2 separate regions of the Sus scrofa genome follow, and region 1 is linked to region 2. Evidence: chromatin contacts called from public HiChIP or PLAC-seq data. All regions are on one chromosome and are shown on one strand. The core of a region is the stretch at or near the end of the contact, and the rest is flanking DNA. Distances in the headings are between cores, read along the strand shown. Region 1 overlaps SEPT11 (septin-11). Region 2 overlaps SCARB2 (scavenger receptor class B member 2).

Region 1 (2,982 bases), core at 89-2,588, 730 kb before region 2:
GGATGAACATGCATATACAACACCCAGTTCAAGAAACACAACACCAGCAAGAGCGCTGAGGCCCCGGTGTCCCCCAAATGATGGCACAGCTCTCCCTCCCGCCACCACCAGAGACAAATGCTATCCTGAATTGGCAATGAATCATTTTCTTGTTTTCTTTCTTTTTTTTTTTTTTTAATTTTTAAATGTTCCCTTATACACCACACACCAAGAGTCTTAACTTCAAAATAAAAGCGCCCCCCTCCTTCTCTATCAGGACACCCAGTGCTCATCCCTAGAGGGGCATGAATGAGGATTCAGAGCTGGAAGAGTTACTTGAAAGGAGTCGTTCTCGAATCTGATTAGCATCCATGAGGACATAGGTTCGATCCCCGGCTTCACTCAGGGGCTTAAGGATCCGACATTGCTGTGAGCTGTGGTGCATGTCATAGTCTCGGCTAGGATCTGGCTTTGATGTGGCCGTGGTGTAGGCCGGCAGCTGAGCTCCGACTAGACCCCTAGCCTGGGAACCTCCATATGCTGTGAGTGTGGCCCTAAAAAGACAAAAGAAAGAAAGGAGTCATTCTCAAGTGTGGTCAGAGGTTCCCTGGGGCCTTTCCAGGGAACTTTTGGGGGTATACGAGTTCCTCCTTTTCCAACCCCATTATCTGTGAGGCTGGAACTTCTCATGTACTTCAACCACAATGACATACTGCATGGGAGTAAACAAAAAGCGGCTCTGAAGACCCAGCTGTCAGGAGTTCCCGTCGTGGTACAGCAGAAACGAATCCAACTAGGAACCATGAGGTTGCAGGTTCGATCCCTGGCCTCACTCAGTAGGTTAAGGATTCGGCATTGCTGTGAGCTGTGGTGTAGGTCTAAGACATGACTCGGATTTGACGTTGCTGCAGCAGTAGCCCTAAAAAAAAGCAAAAAAAAAAAAAGACCCAGCTATCCTCTATGAGGTCCCACAGGAACAAGAATTACAAAAACGTAAAACAATGTATCTCATCTCACTCATTTACTGGCTTGAAAAAGTTGCGCTTCCTAAAACTGTTATTTGTGTTAACATATAATACAGTTAGTGTGATTTTAAATGAATAAGTAAATTTTTTTAAACATAAAATAATGACAACAGAAGTGGACTGAAGTTGCCATGAAACCCCACGGGAATGGCTATGGGGAAGTGCTCTGTTGGGACATAAACTACATAACTAGCAAAAAAATGTCCTAAATGGATACTGTCGCAGGAAGCACTTTGTGGTGGCAGAGCTTGTGTTGTCTGCAGGCATTAGTTAGTCTCTAGGCCACAGGCTGGAGGTGCACACAAGCGGCACCCACAGTAACCCGAGCTGCGTTATGTAAGACTTTTACAAGCGCTCACATTTTGTACAAAGGCTGACTCACCATAAACCTCCAACTGTACAGAGGGCCGAAGTTAAACTTGATTCATTCCATCTGTAGCTCCAAAACGGTTAAGATTTTTTTCACCATAAATCAGTCAGTGACCAGGGTCCCAAACAAGAGCTCAGAGATTGGAAAGGAATTACTGACTGGGCAGCGGGCAGCCACTGAAGAATCTGCCTGCAAACTACCTATCTAGAACACCTCGGTTCCACTGTCCTTGGGTTTGTATTATAAGCAAACGTCAGAGGATTTGGCTCCAGTTCTGAGTCTGAGGGACTTAAGCAGGTCACTGGCTCTCCTGGGTCTTGGCTCCCTTCTCTGCAAGATGGAAAGAGCTGGATGAGACGATTTCTTTAAAAGTCACTCCTGGAGTTCCCGCTGTGGCATGGTGGGTTAAGGATCCGGCACTGCCATAGCTGTGGCTCGAGTTCAATCCCTGGCCCGGGAACTTCCATGTGCCGCAGGTGTGGCTGAGAAAGAAAAAAGTCACGCTTGTCACCTTGGCAGAAGGTAGCAAAGCCTGCATAGCAAAGCAGGACCCCAGAAGGGAGGGGCTTTGATTTTTTAAAGTTTCCAGTGTCAAGTCCTTCAGAAACTTCGAGAGCAGCTGAACTGCCACCAGTGTGTGATTCTGAAGCACAACAGCCACAGTCATCGACCTCAAGGGCTCAACCATTCAGAATCTTCACAAATTTTATTTTTAAAAAAATGTATAGAGGAGTGGATCAAGAAGATGTGGTACATAAACAGAATGGAATATTACTCAGCCATCAAAAGGAACAAATACTGGCATTTTTAGCAACATGGATGGACCTAGAAATTACCATTCTAAGTGAAGCCACCCATACCATGAGACACCAACATCAAATGCTTTCACCGACATGTGGAATCTGAAAAAAGGACAGAATGAACTTCTTTGCAGAACAGATGCTGACTCACACTTTGAAAAACTTATGGTTTCCAAAGGAGACAGTTCGGAGGGTGGGGAGAATGCACTGAGGTTGTGGAATGAAAATCCTATGAAATTGGATTTGATGATCATTGTACAACTATAAATGTAATAAATTCATAAAAACAAAACAAGACAAAACAAACAAAAAAAAAAACCAAAAAAAATGTATAACAATCGCCTTTGGATGGCTCTGAGGTCAGAAAAAAGACTCAATTCAAATCCTGGTACCATTTATCACCAGCTATGTAATTTGGGGCCCAGTATTTAACCTTCTTGAGCCTGTTTTCTCATTTGGAAGATGGCATAATGATGTCACCTGCTCATAAGTTTGACAAAATGAGATAATACATATAAAAGGCTCAGGCAAAGTGCCTGGCCTATAGTGACTATTCAGGATTATTATTCAGCATTATCGATAAAATACTTTGAACTATAAACCTGGAAATAATCCACTTGAAAGCAGTGTGGGAGTTCCCATCGTGGCTCAGTGGTTAACGAATTCAACTAGGAACCATGAAGTTTCGGGTTCGATTCCTGGCCTTGCTCAGTGGGTTAAGGATCCGGCGTTGCTGTGGTATAGGTCACAGACGCAGCTCGGATCCCGTGTTGCTGTGGCTCTGGTGTAGGTGGGCAGCAACAGCTCT
Region 2 (3,146 bases), core at 375-2,874:
CTTCCCTCCCAGCATCTTATGAGCAAGATGGATGGAAAATAGGGTTTTCTAGTACTGTGTTTTGTTGACTGAACCAAGATTTCCCCAAGATCTACATTGTCCTAGACACGATGGGGAGGATTAAAGAAAAAAATCATACTCCTTTTTTGTAGGTCAGCACCTTCTGTTTTGACTTTTTTTTTTGCCATTTCTAGGGCCACTCCCACAGCATATGGAAGTTTCCAGGCTAGGGGTCGAATTGGAGCTGTAGCTGCCGGCCTACACCACAGCCACAGCAACGCAGGATCCGAGCCTCGTCTGTGACCTACATCACAGCTCACGGCAACGCCGGATCGTTAACCCACTGAGCAAGGGCAGGGATCGAACCCACAACCTCATGGTTCCTAGTTGGATTTGTTAACCACTGGCCACGATGGGAACTCCAAGCAGCTTCTGTTTTGAGGAGACAACCATTAACCTAAAATGCTCCAGCATTGAGTTGCTGCACTTTTCTTCTCACTTTTGGTTGCTGATATCACCTGCTTCATGTTCATTCCTATTAACTTCAGTTCCTAGAAGACATTTTCTGTCCTGAACACTTTTTACCCTAAGAAATCCCTATGCCATGTATGATGGGGTTCATAGGAAGGGGTGATCCATCCAGCTGAGGAAAGATGCCCAAGGAATTCATGGAGGAGGGGAAGTTTTTGCCCCGCCCCTTTCTGGAAATTTCTGAACAAGAGAAAGAACTTCTTATTTTAATGAAATCAGATGACTTTAAAGGTGTCTCTGAGCCTCCAACATCCTCTAGAAGAAAAATAATTATTTACATGTTAGACTTCTGATAGTTTTTTTGTTTGTTTTTGTTCATTTGTTTGTTTTTAATTGTTTTTGCTTTTTAGGGCCGCACCTGCGGCATATGGAGGTTCCCAGGCTAGGGATCCAAACCACATCTGCAACCTACACCACAGCTCATGGCAACGCTGGATCATTAACCCACTGAGCAAGGCCAGGGTTCGAACCCACGTTTTTATGAATACTAGTTGGGTTCGTAACCCGCTGAGCCACAGTGGGAACTCTCGACTTCTGATAGGTAACTTATTAGTTTTAGTTAGGTTACGTTCATGTTACTGAGCTGTTTCCAGGTGTTGTATGTACACTTGATGCTAGAGAAACTCTCCCATATAACATGCATAACTAAAATGTGTAGTAGATTGACACCCATTTTATTAAAATGTTGTATGCCGAGGTGGGGTGGGAGAGTGGAGAAAAGGGGCGCCGGTTTCCAGATCCAGCTCTGACAGAAGCAGCTGGGTGACCTTGAACATGCTCTTCTTCCATGCCTTCTGGGGCCTCTGCGTTACATCTGGTCAACCTTCCCAGTTCTTCTGTCCGCTCTGGGCCTGCCTCTCCCCTCCTCCTCCCCAGAGAGCTATGATGCCTGTTTAGAAGATGAAAGACCATGAGGCTCTTTAAAACTGACTAGAATGACCAGTTAGGTTGCTCTGTGATGGGGGGGTGGGGGGGTAGTGACAGGGGGATTGGGGTGGGTGGAGGCAGGGGAGGGGGTTTACTGGGGAGAGAGTCTGAGCTGGATCCAGAGCTTGGAGGCAAGGGCTTCTGTGCTTTGTCTTCATGCTTTTCTATCTCACCCATCTGACCTCAACTCAGTAAATCCATGCTAATAGGAAAGACCAAGAATATTTCAATAATGTGTTGTTCAGCCAGAAATCTGATGATGAGATGTTCGGAACTGCTGCCAAACCACAAGGAATCCCCAGTTCTGTGATATGGCCAACTCGGGCATGTGAATTTACTTCCAGTCCTCCAGATGCCTATCTTTGCTTTGACAAGCTCAGGTTTTCTGCATTCGTGCATTCGAGAGTCCCTTTGCTTTTCCCTGCAGAGATTCTTGGGATATTTTCCATTGATTAATAGAGCCATACCGTTACGTTCCCTCAGAGCCTGGCTTCTATTCAGTTGGAGGACTGGATTACTAAAAATTGGCTTCCTGTTGTGTGTTGTGTCACAGGATATTGTAGCATGTGGTTTCGGTCATGTTTTGAAACCAGTACCTCTCTTTAATGTCACTCAAATCCTCACTGCTAGAGAAGTGACAGGTGACAGCAACCTAGTTATTATTTCACTAGTAGCCTTACATTGTCTTTATCACTAGCTCCCATTTTCCTCTTAGGATTTTTTTTTTCTTTCTTTCTTTCTTTGTGTGTGTTTTTTTTTTTTTAGGACTGCACCTGTGGCATATGGAAGTTTTCCGGCTAGGGGTTGAATCAGAGCCACTGAGCCACAATGGGAACTCTGGATTTTCTTTCTAAAATTTTTTTCAGCATTAATTTTTTTCATTCATTATAAAAAAATTGGAATAGACAAAATCTCATCAAATGAGAGTTCGTCACCATTCGTATTCTGGTTTGTTTACTCTCAGTCTATGCTTTTATCTTGCTTGAATACCTTGGCAATCTTAACTTGAAAAAATGCATAAGTCATGGTCCTGCTCTCAAGGGACTGTAGCTGAATGCCTGGGGGGAGAAATGAGTGAGCCAGGAGGTCAAAGGGCAGGGTGCCCCTCTCTTGGTTCTGGTGTTCAAAGCCAACTGCCTTACACTTGGTAAATATCCCTTTGGTCTTCCCTCCTAGAATATTGTGTTGAGGAATGGTTCCGAGACCTTTGACTCCTGGAAGAAGCCCCCTCTGCCCGTGTACATCCAGTTCTATTTCTTCAATGTCACCAATCCAGAGGAGATCCTCAGTGGGGAGATCCCTCGGGTGGAAGAAGTGGGGCCATACACCTACAGGTAAGTCCTGACCCCCTCCCTGCCACACCATCCAGAAAATGGAGTGACACCCCCCCCCACCAGTAGCCTGAGTCTCTGTCTCTTGCCACCAGCATCCTCTGGGAGCTGCATGCAGAGCACAGGTTCTGGTGGTGTCTGTCTGAAATGCTGCTGGTATTTATTAGGTACTTGTGTGTGAATCTTAACAGAGAATGGCATTGTTGACTGGGCCAGTCTCAGCCTGTTCTGTTGAGAAATATTAAAAAAGAAACCACATAATATAAAATGTGGGGAGTTCCCGTCGTGGCGCAGTGGTTAACGAATCCATGAGATTGCAGGTTCAATCGCTGGCCTTGCTCAGTGGGTTAAGGATCC

Evidence for each region. HiChIP or PLAC-seq counts read pairs in DNA pulled down with a chosen protein or histone mark.
Region 1: an H3K27ac HiChIP or PLAC-seq map of alveolar macrophages shows a contact between it and region 2. The contact joins two enhancer-like sites. A contact is called at or near these places in 2 of 2 datasets of contacts at active chromatin or transcription factors (alveolar macrophages and skeletal muscle).

The regions. Positions count from the first base shown.
Region 1 is chr8:72,613,942-72,616,923 of Sscrofa11.1, reverse strand. The region is part of intron 2 of SEPT11 (septin-11); the gene reads right to left. Among named protein-coding and RNA genes, the nearest start is that of SEPT11, 72 kb to the right of the region's middle. Within about 2 kb of position 1,338, at least 14 of the 83 cell types and tissues checked have an H3K27ac peak or open chromatin away from gene starts, as enhancers often do. A contact at or near this core is called in alveolar macrophages and skeletal muscle, where this site is marked.
Region 2 is chr8:71,887,454-71,890,599 of Sscrofa11.1, reverse strand. It overlaps SCARB2 (scavenger receptor class B member 2), which reads left to right. Exons shown (of 12, transcript NM_001244155.1): 2 at 2,635-2,792. Among named protein-coding and RNA genes, the nearest start is that of SCARB2, 21 kb to the left of the region's middle. Within about 2 kb of position 1,624, at least 8 of the 83 cell types and tissues checked have an H3K27ac peak or open chromatin away from gene starts, as enhancers often do. A contact at or near this core is called in alveolar macrophages and skeletal muscle, where this site is marked.